Regions from separate parts of the Mus musculus genome. Here regions 2, 3, 4 and 5 are each linked to region 1. The links are chromatin contacts, called in public Hi-C, HiChIP or PLAC-seq and capture Hi-C maps. All regions are on one chromosome and are shown on one strand. The core of a region is the stretch at or near the end of the contact, and the rest is flanking DNA. Distances in the headings are between cores, read along the strand shown. Region 1 has its middle 18 kb from the start of Gm33669. Region 2 overlaps Gm39714 (a long non-coding RNA gene). Region 3 holds the start of Pycr2 (pyrroline-5-carboxylate reductase family, member 2). Region 4 overlaps Gm39715 (a long non-coding RNA gene). Region 5 has its middle 30 kb from the start of Gm39718.

What was found. Hi-C and Micro-C count contacts between places; a contact is called where the count stands out from the background. HiChIP or PLAC-seq counts read pairs in DNA pulled down with a chosen protein or histone mark. Capture Hi-C pulls out chosen DNA fragments and counts their contacts.
Region 2: a contact with region 1 is called in an H3K27ac HiChIP or PLAC-seq map of large pre-B cells, with 2.3 times the contacts expected there. The contact joins two enhancer-like sites. A contact is called at or near these places in 2 of 484 Hi-C or Micro-C datasets (embryonic stem cells and pro-B cells) and 2 of 115 datasets of contacts at active chromatin or transcription factors (embryonic stem cells and large pre-B cells).
Region 3: an HNF4G HiChIP or PLAC-seq map of pancreatic cancer cells shows a contact between it and region 1. The contact joins the promoter of Pycr2 here to the enhancer-like site in region 1. A contact is called at or near these places in 1 of 39 promoter capture datasets (embryonic stem cells), 1 of 484 Hi-C or Micro-C datasets (the N1E-115 cell line) and 1 of 115 datasets of contacts at active chromatin or transcription factors (pancreatic cancer cells).
Region 4: a contact with region 1 is called in a capture Hi-C map of embryonic stem cells, with 2.6 times the contacts expected there. The contact joins two enhancer-like sites. A contact is called at or near these places in 2 of 115 datasets of contacts at active chromatin or transcription factors (embryonic stem cells and pancreatic cancer cells) and 1 of 9 other capture datasets (embryonic stem cells).
Region 5: a Hi-C map of the G1E-ER4 cell line shows a contact between it and region 1, with 4 times the contacts expected there. The contact joins two enhancer-like sites. A contact is called at or near these places in 2 of 39 promoter capture datasets (hippocampal neurons and pre-B cells), 6 of 484 Hi-C or Micro-C datasets (the G1E-ER4 cell line, cortical neurons, embryonic stem cells and 1 more), 3 of 115 datasets of contacts at active chromatin or transcription factors (embryonic forebrain, embryonic stem cells and pancreatic cancer cells) and 1 of 9 other capture datasets (embryonic stem cells).

Annotation. Positions count from the first base shown.
Region 1 is chr1:181,858,802-181,862,734 of GRCm38.p6, reverse strand. No RefSeq gene overlaps it. Among named protein-coding and RNA genes, the nearest start is that of Gm33669, 18 kb to the left of the region's middle. Within about 2 kb of position 1,839, at least 164 of the 459 cell types and tissues checked have an H3K27ac peak or open chromatin away from gene starts, as enhancers often do. A contact at or near this core is called in the G1E-ER4 cell line, the N1E-115 cell line, embryonic stem cells and 4 more, where this site is marked.
Region 2 is chr1:180,872,610-180,876,542 of GRCm38.p6, reverse strand. It overlaps Gm39714 (a long non-coding RNA gene), which reads left to right. Exons shown (of 3, transcript XR_865782.1): 3 at 968-1,031. It also overlaps the pseudogene Gm18036. Among named protein-coding and RNA genes, the nearest start is that of Gm39714, 11 kb to the left of the region's middle. Within about 2 kb of position 2,257, at least 32 of the 459 cell types and tissues checked have an H3K27ac peak or open chromatin away from gene starts, as enhancers often do. A contact at or near this core is called in pro-B cells, where this site is marked.
Region 3 is chr1:180,902,138-180,906,070 of GRCm38.p6, reverse strand. Pycr2 (pyrroline-5-carboxylate reductase family, member 2) reads right to left here and starts at 1,797. Exons shown (of 7, transcript NM_133705.2): 1 at 1,541-1,797; 2 at 1,257-1,327; 3 at 18-197. The coding sequence starts at 1,607.
Region 4 is chr1:180,923,154-180,927,086 of GRCm38.p6, reverse strand. The region is part of intron 1 of Gm39715 (a long non-coding RNA gene); the gene reads left to right. Among named protein-coding and RNA genes, the nearest start is that of Lefty1, 9.9 kb to the left of the region's middle. Within about 2 kb of position 2,171, at least 17 of the 459 cell types and tissues checked have an H3K27ac peak or open chromatin away from gene starts, as enhancers often do. A contact at or near this core is called in embryonic stem cells, where this site is marked.
Region 5 is chr1:181,255,082-181,259,014 of GRCm38.p6, reverse strand. No RefSeq gene overlaps it. Among named protein-coding and RNA genes, the nearest start is that of Gm39718, 30 kb to the left of the region's middle. Within about 2 kb of position 2,169, at least 318 of the 459 cell types and tissues checked have an H3K27ac peak or open chromatin away from gene starts, as enhancers often do. A contact at or near this core is called in the G1E-ER4 cell line, embryonic stem cells, granulocyte-monocyte progenitors and 2 more, where this site is marked.

The DNA.
Region 1 (3,933 bases), core at 590-3,089:
CTTCGGGAGCTGTAGGGAGGAGGGAGGACCCTTGATGGTCTTGACAATTTTCACCCTACCTGGATGCTCAGGACACTTCTGAGGTGACCATCACAGGGTTGTAGATTGGAGGCTCCACCCCACTGAACTCCAAGGGTTTCTGTCTGCAGTCTGCATATATCCATCCCTACCAGGGACTTTTTTTTTTTTTGCTATCTTGTAAACAGTATGGTCTGGCCAAGTCCTTCAGATGGCAACTCCCATCTCTCCCAGATTGCTGGGTGGATTTTCAAAACCAATCGGTCCATAGATGCAGACAAAGGGGTTAGAATGTGGACAAGAGTCAGGGCTCCCTACTTGCCAACTGCCCTGAGACCCAGAGAAGGGGCAGATAGAACACCCATCATGTCTGTGTCTCTCCCCTTCCATCCCCACAGTGTAACTGACACAACAGTGATGAAGATGTCCTACAGAAACTCTGGAAACCATGGACCTCAAAGATAGGAAGCTCTCCTCCTTGGGAATGTCATGCTGGGAGAGGGGAAAGCGACCAACCCAAGTGGTCACCTTTCATGACAGTATTGAAGTTTACGCAGAGCTGGTGGTGGGCAGGACTATGCCTTACTGATGACTTAGGCAGAACCTTGCCTTCTTTTTAAGCAGGACCCCAAGATGGACATGGGAGAGGGAGTCCATCTTTGTCCTTCTCAACGTGGTCACATCTCTTTTTTTCTACATTTTACTGTGAGTCTGGCTCTTTTAGTTGTCTTATGGAGAGAGGCTAGCTGAACCTGTTTTGTTGGTACACAAGCTGTGAACCCCAAATTGGGTAACACTACTGATGGGTGCTGTTTTTCAGTCAAGGTAAACCCCTGGGGGGAGGGGCTGCTTTGTTTTTGTTTGTTTGTTTTTTCTTCTGTTTTTTTTTGAGACAGGGTTTTTCTGTGTATCCCTGGATGCCCTGCACTCTCTCTCTGTAGACCAGGCTGGCCTCCTGCCTCCGCCTCCCAAGTACTGGCATGTGCTACCACACCCATCTTAAAGCTGCTTATCTTTAAGAATAAGGCACCCTAACTAGAGTTGGGGACATAGCTGTGTTGGTAGAGTCTGTATCTTGCAATCACAGAACCTGGGCTCAGATCATCAGCAGAGAATAAACCAAGTATGATCAGTCACACCTGTAATCTCAACCCTCTGAGGTGGAGGCAGGAGGATTGGAAATCCAAGGTCATTCAAGGTTGGCCTAGACTATGTGAGACCCTGGGGGGGGGGGGTAACCAAGTGTCATTTGTTTTGTTGTTCTTTGTAGTTTTGGTTTTTCTTTTTTGTTGTGGTTTGTTTTTGAGACAGGATTTCAAGTTGTAGGCAGGTTGGTCCCAAACTCACAGCAATCCTCTTGAGGCAGCCTCTCAAGTGCTGGGATCAGGCCTGGCTGATCAAATTACATTGTTGCAAATATTCTCTGACTGTTCCTGTTTTGTTTTGGTTTGTTTTGTTTTTGTTTTTTTTTCGAGACAGGGTTTCTCTGTATAGCCCTGGCTGTCCTGGAACTCACTCTGTAGACCAGGCTGGCCTCAAACTCAGAAATCCACCTGCCTCTGCCTCCCGAGTGCTGGGATTAAAGGCGTGCACCACCACGCCCGGCTGACTGTTCCGTTTTAAGGACCGAGTTATGTTTGGGGGAAATTTCCTGAAATTTAATGGTTTTTCCAGCTATCAGGGCCTGGACAGTTCCTATGGAGGATGGAGGGCCTCCCCTCCACCAGTCAGGGCTCTATCTGCCCTTAACTTTACACATCAGGCTCTGTAAGAGCAGCTTCCTGATGCTCGTATTGCAACACAAACCAAACCGCAGAGGTTATGACTTCTGTTTCTTCTCTCAAGAACCACCATGTGGAGCAAGCCCCACCCACTTCCTGCTCCCGTGCTGGGCAGCAACTGCCACTTGCTTCAGGATGTGAGGTCAAACTCAGGTCCAAACAATACTAAGGCCACACCCCAGCCCTGCTTTCTGCCAAACAACCCAGCGTTACAAGGAATGGCTGTAAGGAGAGGCAGGCTAGCTGGGTTCACACCTTCTAGAGCCGTGCTTCTCAACCTTTGTAATGCTGTGACCCTATAATACTCTTCCTCATGTCGTAGTGACCCCCAACCATACAAGTGTGTGTGTGTGTGTGTGTGTGTGTGTGTGTGTGTGTGTGTGTACGCACACCAGAAAAGGGAATCAGATTCCTTTACAGATGGTTGTGAGCCACCATGTGGTTGCTGGTAATTGAACTCAGGACTTTCAGAAGAGCAGTCAGTGTTAACTGCTGAGCCATCTTGTCAGCCCCACAAAACCATTTTTGTTGCTACTTCATAACTGTAACTTTGCTACTGCTATGAATCGTAATTGAATTCCTTTCTCTCTTCCTCAGTGATGCAGTATAGGCTAGATTAGACCAGATTAAAAGTAGATAAAGGCAGGTTTATTAGGAGGCAGCTCTCAGGAGGATTCACTGACTTCACAGAAGGGCAATGGAGTCACGCATCCCGTATAAAGCAAGGGGGTTTTATAGAACTTAGGTAAGGAGTGATGGCCTGTCAGTTAGGGGCTGGGATTATGCCTATATATGATCAAAAACTGAGCCCTTGGGTGGGCACTCTTGGGTGGGTTGTCTGAACACTGCGATGAGGAGTAATGACCTGTTACCCTGGAGTTTTCTTCTAGCAGGAGGAAAGGGGTGTTCAATGTGTGGGCTGGGTTGATGGATGAAGAGCTTGTGCAGGGCGGAGCAGGGGTCCCAGGCAAAAAGTACGTAAATCTGTGTTTTCCAGGGTTCTTAGGTAACCCTTGTACAAGGATCATTCGAGCCCTCCCACCAGGGAGTCACAACCCACAGGTTGAGAGCCTCTGTGTTAGACCTTTGAAATGGGTTCATCAGCCCTAGTGTTGGAGCATAAGCCTCGGGTGTGATCCCTGTGTGATCCTTGGGTGTGATCACACACACACACACACACACTGACACACACATGCACATACACATATATACATACACATATACACTGACACATGCACACACATACACTCTGATACACACACACATACACACACAAGAAACAGACAGACAAATGTGATGCAATCTATATTTATGCATGACAATGTCAATTTGTCATCTGAAGTGGAAACTTAAGGGTTCTTTGGAAAGTCAGTTGTTGTTGTTGTTATTATTATTATCTATTATAAATAGATTTGACAAGCAGAATGATGCAGCATTGTGATCTCAGTGCTGGGGAGGCAGAGGCAGGAGCGTCCTGGTCAGCCAGTCTTGCTGACTCTGTGGGCTACACAGGTCCAGTGAGAGACATTTCTTAAGAAAATAGAGTGGAGTGTGGTCAGAGGGGACTTGATTTACTGTATATGAGGGAGTGTTTTACCCACATGTGTGTATGTGTAGCACTTGCATGCCTGGTGCCTGCAGAGGTCAGAGGAAGACATCAAATCCCCTGAGCTGGAATTGCAGATGGCTGTGAGCCATTATGTGGGTGCTGGGAATTGAACCTAGGTCCTCAGCAAGAATAGGAGGGGCTCTTAACCTCTGAACCATTTCTCCAGCCTTAAAATCTCTTTGCAATGACATTAAGAACCTCAAGAAAGGGACCAAATTTTCCAGTAGCATCTACAGAGAGGCTGTATGGTCTTCATATTAATAATTTAAAAGAAAAAGTGTGTGTATGTATGTATGTGTACATGTGTATGTGTGTTTGAATTTGATTCCCTGGACCCACATGCTGGACGCAGAAAATTGACTTTAAAAGCTGTCTTCTGACTGTCACAGGTGTACTGTGGCATGCATATGTTCATATGCACACATACACATGTGCACACAATACACATATACACACATACACATATACACAAACACACATACATATATACACATTCTCATACATAATAAAAATAAATTTAAAGAA
Region 2 (3,933 bases), core at 1,008-3,507, 990 kb after region 1:
GCACTAGCACCCCACGCTCTGCACCAGGTTTTTGTTTTGGGTTGGTTTTGGAGTCTAGGCTTTTCTGTGTAGCCTTGGCCATCCTGGAATTCACTCTATAAACCAGGTGGCCTCAAACTCAGAGATCCACCTGCCTCTGCCTCCTGAGTGCTGGGATTAAAGACGTGCACCACCGCCTGGCTCTGAGTCGCTGTTTTTTCAGTTTAATTTTCTCGTAAAAAGTTTCAGGGCGCCGGGCGGTGGTGGCGCACACTTTTAATCACAGCACTCAGGAGGCAGAGGAAGGCGGATTTCGGAGTTCAAGGCCAGCCTGGTCTCCAGAGTGAGTTCCAGGACAGCCAGAGCTACATAGAGAAACCCTGTCTCAAAAAAAAAAAAAAAGTGGAAAAAAAAAGTTTTAGGGTAGCAGATGGCTCAGTGGGTAAAGGAGCTTGCTGCTAAGTCTGACACCCCCAGTTTGATCTCCAAGACCAACATGTTTCGATTCAAACAAACCTTTCAGAAACTAGCCTTTGCAGACACTTGGGTCATGGTACACACACACACACACACACTATTTCCTTTTGAGCCTCAGTGAAGGGGCAGTCATAAGGTCCTGCTTAGTAAAGTTGCTAAGCTGCCAGAGAGTAGATGAGTCTAAGTGCTGGTGATGTGTCTGGGGATCCCTACATTATTACAACTTATGGAGGGGAGAGAAGGAAGAAGAAGAAAACATCCCCAACCCTGGGACCGACAATGAGCACTACTGTGCTGAGAGCCCTGATGCTGGGGGTAAAAATCAAGACCTTGCATTGTCTCGGGTTTGCTTTAACAGAACCCCGTTTGAGGCAGGGCCCACCCACATAACGAAACTGAGGTTCAGAGGGCAGAGAACTCACGGGTCAAAGCACCTCTGCCTCTGGTTTGCTATTTGCCTCTTGAGTTGGAAGAATCTGAAAGCAAAGCGAACGGCTTTCTAATTTTCCAGGATGAAGCTGGATTCCACCCATCCCGTCCCTCACTTCAGCTGCTCTTCCGGCTCCTCTCGCAGCACCTTCAAGCAAGTTACTTTAAAACACCACCAATAAATGCGCAAAACCATATATCCCAGAAGTGTGTGTGGGGGGGGCGGGAGGGTGTTTGTGGTTTTATTTACATACAAATAAGATGTACTGTGCACCTGGCACCGAGGTGGGGGGCTCTGATGGCAGCTGCACAACTCTTCCCTTGTGGGTCTTGGAGGAAACACGGTGAGTGATCTCAGCATAGTAAGGTTTGTTGCACATCAGGGTCATGTCAAGCTCCGTGACCTGGTGGACCAGGGACTTCCGGAAGCCACGGGGCAGTATGAGTCTTCTTTCTTGCTTGGATGTGTATGTATACCTGAGCGCTGGTACCCATGGATGCCAGAGATGCTGGAACTCCTGACATGGGTGCTGAGGATGGAGCCTGGGTCAGGTAGAAGAGTGATGCACAGTCTCAGCTGCTGGGCTATTATATTCTCTCTCCACTCTGCTTAGTTGTCTTGTCCTATAACCAGTGTTAGGCACTAGGACCTGGCCCTTGAACCTTCTGGGTTTCTACCAGTTACCCTTAATTTTGACAGGAGTCTGACTGGTACTAGATCAAGTTCTTTGTCCTCTTTGTGACAATCTCCAGCTTCACCAGAGGTCTGAAGGCAGTGACGAGCAGAGCTGCTTCTATAGCAGGACAAGGGCTGTCCCCACCCCAATGATGAATGACAGAGTCCCATACAGAAGCCAAGGCCACACATCTGGAGACCAGCCACACCAAGGCCTTGGAGCAATGGAGACTTGTCCAAGATTTTTCTTTTTTGGTTTTTCGAGACAGGGTTTCTCTGTAAAGCCCTGGCTGTCCTGAAACTCACTTTGTAGAACAAGCTGGCCTCAAATTCAGAAATCTGCCTGCCTCTGCCTCCCAAGTGCTGGGATTAAAGGCGTGTGCCACCACACCCAGCTCCAAGATTTTTCTTGATAGCACAAAAATAAAACACCAGTGGAACCTACTCTATACATCTTCAAATCCTCCCAGCTAAAACAAAACAAAACAAAACAGAAACCAGCAAATAGTCAGAATAGCGTTTGTCAGGGAGGAGGAACAGTGTTGTGTGGAAGGCTGGCCTTGCCTGTAAGTGACTTATTCATGACCTTTAGAAAGAAGACAGGTGGAATCAGAAAAGCAAAGACAGAGAGGTCTGGGTATATGGCCGGCTTCCCGCACCAGCACTGCCCCCAGCAGGTAGGGTTGGGAGCCACAGGCTTCTGGGAACCCCGTGCCCTGCCTGTGGTGGACCCACTGCACTGTCTCAGGCTCCCACCGTTTCTGGGCTTCCCTTGTAACTTGGTACACAGCGCCCTCTAGTGGCCACAAGAAGTCTTTCTATCCTACAATTTTCTTGTTTAGTGTTGTTTTTTTTCCAGACAGGGTCTTTGTGCAGCCCTGCCTGTTGCGATGGTTTGTATATGCTGGGCCAAGGGAGTGGCTCTATTAGGAGGTGTGGCCTTGTTAAGTAGGTGTGTCACTATGGGCGTGGGCTTTAATACCCTTGTCCAAGCTGCTTGGAAGCCTTCTGTTTGCCTTCAGATGAAGATGTAGAACTCTCAGCTCCCCCTGCATCAAGCCTACCCTGGCATGGTGCGTTGCTGTGATAGACCTGACCATGCTCTTGTGTGGAAGATTGTGGATGTTTGGGACTTTGGATTTGGAAAGCAGTGGAATGTTTTAAGTGTGGCTTAGTGGGCCATCCTAGCAGGAATATGGAAGACTTCGTTGCTAAGGATGATTTGAACTGTGGAAGCCTGGCTCTAGAGGTTTCAGAGAATTTTAATATGTGGCCAAGAGACAGTTTTTGTGATATTTTGGTGACTAATGTGGCTGCCTTTCGCCCTTGTCTGAAGATTCTAAGCCTAAGGTAAAAAGATTTATATTAATTGTACTGACAAAGGAAGCCTGAGAAACGCCCAGCATAGACTTTGTTCTCTAGTTGAGTCTCATGAAGAGCATTTTGAGCAAGTGTAGCAAGCTTAGAAAGGAAAAATATAATGGGGCATCAGGAAGTGAAATGAAACTGAATCCTGTATTCACAGATATTAAATTGAATTAAAGGAGTGGTGACCTAGGGGCAAGACCCCACCCATCTAAATTTAGGTCCAGGTTTGGTAGAAAAAAACCCTTTAATCCCAGGAGGCATAGTCAAGCAGTTCTCTGAGTTCAAGGCCGGCCTAGGACAGAGCAGGTTCTAGGTGAAGAAAAGCTTAAGTCTCCAATGGTGGCACATGCCTTTAATCACAGCGTTCAGGAGACAGAGCAATGAAGATCTCTGAGTTCAAAGTCAGTCTACAGAGCAAGTTCCAGGGCAGCCAAGCTTATGCAGTGAAGGAGTTGGAAAACAGAAAGTGATAATGTAATAGATCAAGGGGGCCATGTTCCAGCCCCAGCAAGCAGCAGAACTTGCCAGCTTCAGCCATGTGGCTCTGGCTTTAGAGTCAAGAATAGAAGGGACTATTGGCACAATTGATGCTGGTTAGCTGAAGCTAAGAAATTAGCGGTGATTAAGAAGAGAACAGCAGCTGGGCATGGTGGCCCACGCCTTTAATCCCAGCACTCAGGAGGCACGGGCAGGCAGATTTCTGAGTTCAAGGCCAGCCTGGTCTAGAGTGAGTTCAGGACAGCCATACACAGAGAAACCCTGTCTAGAAAAACCGAAGAAGAAGAAGAAGAAGAAGAAGAAGAAGAAGAAGAAGAAGAAGAAGAAGAAGAAGAAGAAGAAGAAGAAGAAGAAGAAAACAGTATCACTTAGGTGAAATCTGGGAAGTGTTTTCTGAAAGTACAAAGAAGCCATGAGATAGGCAAGGTTGTACCTCGTGCAGCAGCTGGACTTGGTAAATGTGTAAGAGTCACCCAGGTAATAATGGTTTTGAAGGTATGAAGGGG
Region 3 (3,933 bases), core at 548-3,047, 960 kb after region 1:
CACCGGGGCAACAGCACCTTCTCCACAGAACTGATGGTGACCCCGGCTGCACAGGAGACCACGATGTGCCTCTCCTGCACGTCGGCTCCAATCTCATCCAGGATGAAGGGGATGATGTGGGGCTTCACAGCCAGGAACAGGACGTCGCTGTGCCGCACAGTGTCCTTATTGCTTCGGGTCAGATTCACACCCATCCTCTGCAGTAAGGAGTAGGGGACCCTGTCCGTAATGCTAGGTAATATGGCTGAGCCCGTGCCACCCATAGAATAGCAGACCCTCTCTGTCAACTGTAGCCAACACTCTGTTCTGTGCCTTCAGGGCTCCGTGACTATCCCCAAATGGCAGCTTTCCTTTCCTGCCACCGGACAAATAGGTACAAAATGGTAAGCTGCTCCACCATGGCCAGGAAAGTGGCTGTCCCCTCAACCCCAGCAATCTCGAACCTCTCTGCCAGGTGAGAGAGAACTGATGGAAAGAGCTGAGCACCCAGAGTCTGGAAGCAGAGCTGCAAAGCCCACTCCCAACCTCACAGCTGTTTACCGGAGTAACAAGTCTCCACGGGGCCCCCTCTAGGGCTCTGAGGTGCATAGCTGGGGTCCTACAGCGTTGGGGACATAAGCCTATACTAGGCACAAACAGTATCCACAGTGCTTCATCTGCTCACCTGTCCCACATTGGCCAGATGTTAGAAGACTTGGGACATTAAGCTTTATTGAATAAAGAAACTACGTAACTCACCAAGTCCCCTAGCAACGCTGTCATTTACAACATCGGTAAGCAGAATTTTCCAGACTTAGAAGCCAACACGGGCTATGCAGTGAAATTCAAAGCAGACTAACAAAAAGAACCTTTTTTTTTAAAGAATTATTTATTTATTATATGTAAGTACACTGTAGCTGTCTTCAGACACTCCAGAAAAGGGCATCAGATTTTGTTAAGGGATGGCTGTGAGCCACCATATGGTTGCTGGATTGAACTCAGGACCTTCGGAAGAACAGTCTGTGCTCTTACCCGCTGAGCCATCTCACCAGCCCAAAAAGAACCTTTCTTATATGCCTACTTTCACCCCAGTAGGATCCGACACTAACTTTGCCTGGGAGCTCCCACCACACAAGGCTGCCTCAGAGAAGGTGCAGGGCTTACAATGATGACTTCCCTAAAGGAGAGTCGGAGCCTGCCAGACTCAGGGCATCTCCGGACACGCTTTTCCTGGGCCTCTTCCTCTTGCCCACTTCCCTCCATCCCTCCTAGCCTACCCTGAGCGCAGACACCGTGGGCAGGTCCATATCCGGGGAGCTGGCTATTATCTTGTGAGCCGACAGGACGCCTACAGAAAACAAAGTTTTTCAACTGTAGATCATGGCCCAATCATGCAGTCCATCAATGGAAGCCAACAGCAGCTCTAGCAGTGCCGGCCTCCGACGCTATGCTCCCAGCAGATGGATGCAAATCTACCATCCATTCACATTCACTCATCGCCCACCCACCCACTCACTCACTCGTTCACTCTGGTGAGAGGGAAGGCTGACCACGCGCTCACCCGCGGCCGTGAAGCCCCGCGCCAGAGCACAGGCCAGCTGGCCTGCGCCGATGAAACCCACGCTCATGGCCGCAGGATCCCGGCGAGCGCCGATCCGGGGACTCTGGGGATCCCGGGGTCAGTGTCCGCGCGTGGAAAAAGATGGACCCGAATTGCTCGGAACAGCTTTCAAACCGGGATGCACCAGATGAACTGCTAGAGAGGCCCCAAGTATCCCAGAGCATCCACCGCCAAATACGCAGCCTCCGGTTGGCCACGTGTCCAAGGCAACCAATCCGAGGCTCGGGTCTGGGGCGGACCAATCGGCATCGCCGTCAGGCCGTGCGCCCGCCTCCTGATCGCGCAGCGGGTGGAACCTGTTAGCTCCGCTGGTGCGGGTCTGCTTGGCCCTGCCTGGGACACTGGTAATTCCTGGTTAGAAGAGTTGGTTTCTAACTCTGGTTCAGGAGTGAGATCTCCAAAACGCCTATTAGAGATGTACCCCTCATGGACACCAGGCTACAGCTAGCCAGCTTCGGCATGCTCCTTCCGAAGTAGAACTAGGTAGAAAAGACGAATTACTAGATCATGATTTGTTGATTTATTTAGTGATTTCCTTAAAGCACTGCTTGCACGGCCTGTTGGCCAAGCATGACTTCTCTTGCTACCCGGAACAGGGCGACCTGGAGAAACAGCTGAGACAGTGAGAAATGACTGCTTGTTTGTCCACCCCACCTTGTGGTTTTAGAGTATACAAAGAGACCCAGCATCGAAGCTTTTCAGGAGCTGTCCCGAATCACCAGTGACATCTCCTCTCTTCCATTAGAATTGTATTGTTTATTCCCAGAAAGATTTCTCGAAACATGTCCAGACGCACCAGAGGGCTCAGGAACAGCCACAAGTTGGGTTTGACTTTTGGAAAGTGTTTCACTATGTAGCCCAGGCTGTTCTTGAACTAGTGACCTTCCTGCCTCATCCTCTTGAGGGATGGGATTATAGGCGTGTAGTACATACATTTCTATAGTATACCAATCATAAGCAGTTTCCCAACGCCACCGAAACGTTATTTTACACAAGATTCTAACGTGTATTTATTCCATTAATGGACGAACCAAACAGTTAAAGTGGAACGATTTTTTTTTTCTGGCCAGAATCTCTTGCTTTGTTGCCCAGGCTAGACTTAAGTTCCTGAACTCAATGGACCTTCCTACCAGTCTTCCTAGAATTGGAAACTACATACATACTATCTGCTTTCTTGTATTCTGCTACAGTGAGGTAGATGAATAGCTACCTTCCCACCCAGCCATTTGGGACACACCCTCCAGGAGTGCCCCACCCTGACCCTACCGTCCAGCCCTTCCCTTCCGGACCTCCCAGCCAATAGGAAAACCAGTTCAGCCTCCTCCCTCCCCTCTCCCCGGGTTCTCCGCCCCCAGCATCATTTTTATCAGTGCCTCAGGGCCTTCACCCTTGTCTTATCCTTAAGTAACACGCCTGCCCCTTCTGAGAATTAGGAAGAACCAGACAATGGGACAGAGTACTGAGGTGTCCCAGGCTAGGCAGATGGCCAATCTGCAGCAGCCAACCCTCCCTTAGCTCCCTGTATTACACAGGAATCCATGTCTATTACCCAAAAATTAGGTTCAGTAGAAAGCTATGTCTTTCTTTTTCTTTCTTCTTTCTTCTTTCTTCCTTCCTTTCTTTCTTTTTTCCTTTCTTTCTCTTCTCTCTCTCTCTCTCTCTCTCTCTCTCTCTCTCTCTCTCTCTCTCTCTTTCTTTTTCAGTATTTCAGATGAAACCCCGGCCTTTTACATATCAGGCGTGGGCTCACCGTCTTCAGTCTCACCATCGAAGGAGAACCAATATGACAGTTTTTGGAGAATAGCTCTCTATTTCCTTTGAAGACATCTGAGAATAGATTTAAATCTTGATGTCTTTGTTAGAACACTTCAGCGAGATAAGCCAGGACAGGTTGTGCAGATCTTGCAATGGCTGGAGTCTAGAGGCAGAGGCAGGATGTTTGAGAGTTCCAGGCCAGTCTGGGATATATGACAGAAGAAACCCTGCCTCGAAAAAATAAATTATGGGCTGGTGAGATGGCTCAGTGGGTAAGAGCACTGACTGCTCTTCCGAAGGTCCTGAGTTCAAATCTCAGCAACCACATGGTGGCTCACTACCATCCATAATGAGATCTGACACCCTCTTCTGGTGTGTCTAAAGTCAGCTACAGTGTACTTATTTATAATAATAAATAAATCTGTGGGCCACAGCAAGCAGGGACTGAGGGAGCAGGGTTGATCAGAGCGAGCGGGGCAGACCAGAGTGGGTGGGGTTGACCAGAGGAAGCAGAGGTCCTAAAGTCAATTCCCAGCAACTACATGAAGGCTCACAACCAGTTAAAGGGTACTCATATA
Region 4 (3,933 bases), core at 922-3,421, 940 kb after region 1:
CTCTTGTCTCGGCCTTCCAAGTGCTGACATTATGAGCATGAGCCTCCGTGTGTGGCCCTTCTCTCGGCTTTTCACTGTAGTGGACTTCCCTGAGGAAGCGCTTATCCCAGAACAAACTTAGGAAACTCAGGGTTAGAAGCTCTTAAACATATACAAACATAACCTAAGCATATTATTTCAGGTCTTTTTTAAAAAATCTAGATGAAAAGGAGTTTACCCATCCCCTCACCCCAACCCTATTACATGGGCAAAAAGATGAAACCTCAGGGCTGGGAACAGACAGGGACAAGATGAAATAAACACAGCTCAGTGCCGTCACCACCCTCAGGCTGGATAATGTTGGGGAATGATCAACACCAGGCCCTGAGTTCAATTCCCCAGCATGGCATAAAGACTGGGCACAGTACTCCCAGGACTCTGGGAGTTATCTACTACAAACAAGTTCAAGGCCAGCCTGCAGATACAGCCTGAAACCTTACACAGGTCACTGAGAAGTGTTTTCATTTTATGTATTTACCAAACACACAGGGGAGGGAGGCTAAAGACAGGAATCAAACACACAGACTTGGTTTCATTATGATTTGTTTGCTCTCCTTGGGGCTTTAGTCACACCTCAGAGGCACCTGCAGGCAAACCACTTCCCATTAGAACAAACCCTCAAGGGGTAAGGGGGCGTGCACTGAATTTCTGCTCCTGGCTGGGTCAGAGCCACCAAAGTCTATGCCGGAGTCAAAAGGACCCCTCCTTCAGTCGTGCCAACTAGAGACCCCATCTTCTCTGGGTCCACACGGGAGAGCCACTTCTTCTTACAGGGGCTGGGACATAGCTCTGTGGTGAAGGGAACTTGCCCAGAATGTTCAAGGTGCTGATTCCATCCCCTGTACACTGTCTGTCTGTCTGTCTGTCATATTATTGCCTCCCTGCCCTACCCCACACAATTAAAAGGTATTGAGGGAGAAAGACCTCTGCAGGAAAACCTAGAAGCCCTGGTCATTACAGCTTCTCTTCCTGCCTGTCTTTCTCTTCAATCAATTAAGCAACTATTTCTTGATTGTGACCCTGTGGAGGCCACTGCCACCACAAGGACACAGGTGCATGGGTTGGAGAGGTGACTCTGCAGTGTCCCTGCCCCACTATCTTCTTCACTCTCCCCAGTGACATTTCACCGAGGGCCAGTTAGTTCTACCTAGGGGACTACGTGTTAATCAGCAGCCTGTGCCTCAGTTTCCATATCTGTGAGACAAGAGCCTTAATGGCATCGCTGGGCTTCCATCCCATCCTGTTTACAGAATCCTGCCTCTCATTGCCTCACCTGACAAGAGGAGAGAGGTGGGGCTGGTGAGATGGCTCAGTGGGTAAGAGCACCCGACTGCTCTTCCGAAGGTCCGAAGTTCAAATCCCAGCAACCACATGGTGGCTTACAACCATCCGTAACGAGATCTGACGCCCTCTTCTGGAGTGTCTGAAGACAGCTACAGTGTACTTACATATAATAAATAAATAAATCTTTAAAAAAAAAAAAAAAAAAAAAAAAAAGAGGAGAGAGGTACCAAGGCTCCTCCTGACACACACATCTAAAACTAAACTCAGGATTCACATGGCTTGTACCGTGCTCTGGGCTAGGGTCAGGAGCTCACAGGGCCACATGGCTTGTACCGTGCTCTGGGCTAGGGTCAGGAGCTCAGTCGTGTGGGGCTAGGGCTGGGCCTTTCTAAGGCACCTTGGCTGGCCTTGCTACATTTGTCCAACAGGAACAAAGTATCTACCCGTGCCGGGAAGGGGACCTCAGTTGCTGGCTCTTGCCTGAATGAGTTTGCTCCTGGGCCTTAGCTTGCCTGGCCTCACAGTCCCCCTTTGCATCTGAACCTTGGCTAGCTGACACCTACCCCTAAAGGCCTGACCTCATATTGTCGTTTGACACTCAACTGGCAGCCTGACCTATTATGGGGTCAAACCTCTTACCCTGCACCCACCTCAAGCCCAGCCCAGGGCTGCACTAGTCAGTGTTCTCCTGCCCTCTCCTGCAGGGTGACAAACTTGGTTCACCAAGAGGGTAACTCCCTCTTCTAGTCTGATCCCCCAAGACCACCAAAGTTCCACCTACCCTCATCCCCAAGGCTAGCAGGCCAAGCTCCTTCTACATGACAAAGGGCAGTCTCCCTCCCACCTGACACCTAATCAAGCCCATTGTGCAAAATCCCCAATCCACATTCACTTCCCCCTGGCTGATTGGTCAATTACTGTATTTCCCCAAAGACAATCCAGAATCCACATTCAGAAAAAGAGATCTGTTTGCCAAGGGATATTTGTCCTGTCTGCTGGCTACACCTTCTTTAACGATGCTGCGATGTGTCTCACCACCTCCTTAGTCGTAGGCCACACAACCCTAGTTTGAGCAATTGCCAACAGCTGGAGATCATGACAAGAGCCCTGTCCGAGACTGTATTCTCTATGCTGAGCTTGGCTTCTCCTCTGGACCCCAGAACCAAAAATGTTCAAATGTTCTCTGCCCCTACCTCCTTGTTTCCAACTTCTATAGTCAGAGAGGCCTCCAAACCTAGAGCCCTTTGGGGGTCCTTCCTGCCTCATATCCCCCGCAAGACAGTATGGTCTCACTGGGTCTCATTTTCTGTTTGAGACCCTCCATCCCTTGCTGGGCGACCTCCAAAATAGTGATAATCCTTGAAAAACTTCTATTATAAAGTGAGCTGCATTAGTCGAAACCCTCCAAAAGTAAAGTCTGTAAAGTTAATTATAGAAGCAGGGAATGGCGATATGGGCTTGCGATTCCAGCACTTGGAAGGCAGAGGCAAGAGAACCAGAAGTCCAAGGCCATCTTTAGCTACATAGTGAACTGGAGGCCAGCCTTAGCTGGCTACAGTGAGACCTTGTATCAAAATTCAAAATAAAATGAGCATAGTAGTGCAGAAGTTTTAACCCAGGACTTGGGAGGCAAAGGCAGATGAATTTCTGTGAGTTTCAAGCCAGTCGGATTTACAAGGAACTTCCAAGCCAGCCAGAGCTACATGGTAAGATCTTACCTTTATTTTTTTATCTTATGTGCTTTGATGGTTTGCCTGCATGTATATCTGTGTGAGGGCATCAGATCTCCTGGAACCAGAGTTACAAACAGTTGTGAGCTGATATACGGGTGCTACGAGTTGAAGCTATGTCCTATGGAAGAGCAGCCAGTGCTCTTAACCACTGAGTCATCTCTCCAGCTCCTGTAAGATCTTATCTTTAAAAAAAAAATCATGGACTGGGCTGAAGAGATGGTTCAGCAGTTAAAAACATTGAGTACTCTTCTAAAGGTCCTGATTTCAATTCCCAGCAAGCACATGGTGGCTTCCAACCATCTGATACCGTCTTCTGGTGTGTCTGAAGAGAGTGACAGTATACTCACAGACATAAGAGAAGTAATTTTTTAAAAACCATAGGCCTAAATATTTGCATGTATGTGTACCACTATGTCACTGGCGGCTATGGGGGTCAGAAGACGGAGACGGATCTCTTGGGTCTGACGTTAAGGATAGTTTTAAGCTGCCATGTGAGTACTGGGAACTGCACCTCTTCAAGGCCAGTAAGTGCTCTTAACCACTGAGATAATTGTCTAGACCTGTAAAAATAAGCCTTTTAAAACAAGAAAATAATCAGATGTAGAAGCACACTCCTTTAATCTTGACACTCAAGATACAGAGGTGGGCAGACCTGTCACACATGAGTTCTAGGCCAGTCAGGGCTACAGAATGAGACTGTTAAAAAAGAAAGAAAGAAGCCGGACGTTGGTGGCGCACGCCTTTCATCCCAGCACTCAGGAGGCAGAGGCAGGCAGATTTCTTAGTTTGAGGCCAACCTGGTCTACAGAGTGAGATCCAGGACAGCCAGGGCTACACAGAGAAACCCTATCTCAAAAAAGAAAAAAGAAAAGAAAAA
Region 5 (3,933 bases), core at 920-3,419, 600 kb after region 1:
TACTTGTGTAAGTTCATTGAGATACCAGGGAAAGGGCCGCCACCTATGGAGCTCCGTAAACTTGAGGCAAGTCATTATTGTTACATAGTATCCTGTCCATTTGCAGAGAGCCATGACTGAGGGGATGAGGTCACATCTGACTGAGTACCCAAGGCACGTGCACTCTGACTGATCTGACCAGGATCTGTGATACAAAAGAAGGCATGTCCATTGCAAAGAGGCCATACTCTGCCCCCCGGGGAGGGGGAGGGGAGGACATTCATGGAAAGCATCCAGCAGCACAGGACTGTACCTAACCTCCAGGTGTGCTATGCCAGGCACTGTGCTTCTGCCAACACCTTGACCTTCACATCGCCTCTTCCAAAGCAGTCTCCTCTAATTCCTTCTAGCTGGGCAGTGAAACATTTGCTGCTGGCTTCCCATCTTCCAGATGGTTAAACTGAGGCTCAGCAAGGCAAAACAAAAGCATCTCAAAGCTAGCTCTAGGTGGACTTGGGTTTGTATTTAGTTTCGTTGTTTGTTTTGCTTTGAGATGGCGGCTCCCTACGTAGCTCACACTGGCCTGAAACTCAGTATGTAACATAACTTTGTCCAGCATTCACGAGCCTCCTGCATCGGGGCTTCCCAAGTGCTGGGATTACAGGCCTGTACCTTCTAGCTTCCAAGTAGACTTTGAACTCAAACAGTGTGATTCAGCATAGAGGGCTAGTTACTGCTCTATCATAGGAGAGCTCGGAGGAAGACTTACATGGGATGCGAGGGCGACCCCCCAGCTCTAGGAAGGATTGAGTTGGGCTCTCTAGGAAAAGCAGGATGGACTTGGTGGTCCGAGATCTGTTTTGAGAGAGGTTGGGGACAGGATTCCAGGATTGAAGCCTACCAGAGCTGCTGAGAGTTCCAGAAAAGAATGTGAAGTGAAGGGGGAGGGGTGGATAATAGAGCAGGGAGCACAGGACCAGCCTCTCCCACCCAGAGGTCCCAGAAGTGCTGAGGAAGGGAACTTCCAGGGTGCCCAGGGCGAGGTTGGGGATCAATTTCCCTTAGAAAGTGGGGCAGGAACCCAGAATTTCACCCTGTTGGCATTCGAGTAACCGCCTACATTTCTAAAGAACACACCACAGTTTACAAATTACTTGCACAAAAAAAAATGTCCTGTTTCACTATGACAGGCAACCTGTGTTAGGCAACTTAAAAATCCTGCACTGAGCTGAGTTCACCGCGGGCCCAGTGAGGGTGGTTCTGTTACTGTCCCTCCCGTACTGGAAAACAGAGGCCAAGGTCAGTTGTCATGTGGCAACATTGGGGTTGGAGCCCAGATCTAATTCGGGAAGGACTCGCTTAAACCGCAGTCCCCAAACAACCTAAGAAGCAAGCAAGTTACTGTTAGCGCTTTGCAGGTGGAGAGGCTCGAGTGAGTATGGACTCTAGCAGGTTCACTCTGCTCATGGTTAAACCAGGTTTCCAGACGTGAGTAGCACAGAGGATTTGCAGGAGGGCCGCGGGTAGACACACCCGAAGCCCGGGTCTGTCTATCTAAGTTCCACAGCTGCCGTACACACCCGTACAGCCTTGGGGAGAAATATTCCAGATTACCAAACACAGCGCTTGTACAATAATCAGGTTGTGCGAAGACCAGATTAGGGAAGACCCACCCCGTGTAGAGCCCCGAGGCTCGAAACCCTCCGGATGGTACTGGCTAGGGCTGGTGATACCTCCTCACCCAGAACCTGGAATTAAGGGAGGCGGGTTCTGCTCCTCTAGAGCCCAAACCCGAGGAAGGAAATGGAAGGGTGGGATGGTGTCAGACGGAAGGGAAAGCAGAGAAGAGGAAGACCAAAGCCAGCAAGGGGGAAGGGGAGGCTCAATGGTCTACGCCCTGACTGTGCGGCAGATGCATGAGGCCCCAAGACTCTGCCTGGCAAGTGCAGACTGATTGCATAGGATCAAATACCGTGCAAGGTTAGTACACCGTGTCCTAGGTAGAGAGGAGGATTTTAATACAGAATAAAGGCCGCCCTCTTTCCTGCCCTCCTCCCACAGAGGGGGGGGAGGGGGGTGACTGGCCCTGGCAGGTCGCCTGTCCCCGCCCCGCGCCCTCCCCAGAGCCTCCTGCCCGCTGAGGTCGCCGCCCAGCAAAGCCTGGGCACTCCTCCCTTGCTTGCCGCAGGTCTCGGCCCATCACCCGAGCCTGGTCCCACCCGCCAAACCACATACTTTCACCTCCGTCTCACCCTTCCCTCCACCCTTCCCGTCTTCCTGGCCCAGTCCTCGCCACTCAGATGATTTTTAAGTCTGCCGCTTCCTTTCAATGGCTAGAGAAAGGATGGAAGGCTTGTGTTTGGCAGTGTTTAAATTACTCCAGAAAACACCCAGTGGCAAAGACAATAAAAGGGTACAGTTTCTTCGGCTGCTTCCGCAGGGCAGGGGGAGGGGTGGCCCGCTAACCTCCACCCACCTGCCGCCCGCCCGCCAGCTGTCTTCTGGGTGGACAGCACGGGGTCTCACCCCTGTCCCCTCCCCCCACCTCCTCTTTGGCAGGCTGGCAGCCTAGGCCAGCTGGATGGCTTGTCTCTACTCTGAGCTAGAAGGCTTCTGAAGTTAGCTGAGGCTCACAACTCTCATGCGCCTGCTGGGCGATCAAGACTTTTTACAAGGAGGGTGGCGCTATTGCCTCCTATCCGTGTCCATCAGAAACCCCTTCCTGACCAGCTTCGTTCCCACAAGCAACTGCGGCTGCTATCTCATGCCACCCGCGTATTCCAGCAGAGTTTGAGGAAGACCCTAATTTCCATTTCTTCCAGCAAATATGATTGCTTGACTCCAACTTCTGAGGTCCTGGGGAAGACAAGAGCCTGTGTCTGGGCTCATCTTAGCAGTTAGCTTGGAATCTGCTCACAACGGGTCACCCCCGGGGAAGTAAGTCCCTTGCTCACAACCTCGATGGCAACCATCCAGAACGAGAGAGAACTCTGCACACCTCAGCTCACCCTGCCTGTCCCCAGGAAGACTCACACTTGCCCATGCTCCTACCCGACCTCCTTCCAATCCTTTGTCTAAGGAACCTCCTGTAGCAGGACTGTCCTAGAAAGCATCCAGCTAAGAAAGACTTCTGCATTAAAGCATTACTTGCTACAGTAGAGCTACGTTCAAGCTTCTAAGTGACTGTCTGCTAATGATGTGACCTTGGGCAAGTCACTTAATCATGCTAAGATCCATGTTAGTCACCTGTCGATTTATCATCGATGCCAGAGTGCAGCCTGCTGCCCATATGAAAGGGGAGTGAACACAGCTTCCTCACCCCCATCTCTATTACAGATGGAGCCCAGCGCATCACAGGTGCTACTGAGCGCCCCTGACAGCTGGCCCGAGACACACCTCCACGCTGCTGCCTGAAGCAGCTCGAACTCCTCAGCTGCCTCTCAAGTGAAGTGGGAGTGGATTTCACTGCAGAGAGAGATTTTAGGGCGAGCCAATAAGACACACAGTTGGGGTTTATTAAGAAGGCATGCCAGCTTGAAGAAAAAGAGGGGCTCGGGTCAGATAATGCACACAGATCCACAGGTGTGTGGGCCTCTCAAGGGGGAGTGTCCCTGCCGTGTCTTAGTGACAACCACACATATAATGTTGGTAGCTCTCAAGCTACATCTCACAGCATCAATAAGAAGACCCCCCCCCCTTTTTTTTTTTTTTTTTTTTTTTTTTTTTTGATAATCGAGGTTAAGGTGTGGCTTCAAAAGCACCTGGATAGGATTGCTAGCTGAGAAAGAAGATAAAACCATGCATGAGCCAAGGGGGGTGTGCAAGGGGTTAAGGCCTGTCCCTTACTATAAATGGTGCTTCTGGTGAGATCCCTCGAAAACTGCAGGTTTACACAGTTGTGAGAGGGAGAAAGGCCGAACCTGCTTCTGTCTAAAGCATGGTGGTTGTCGCTGC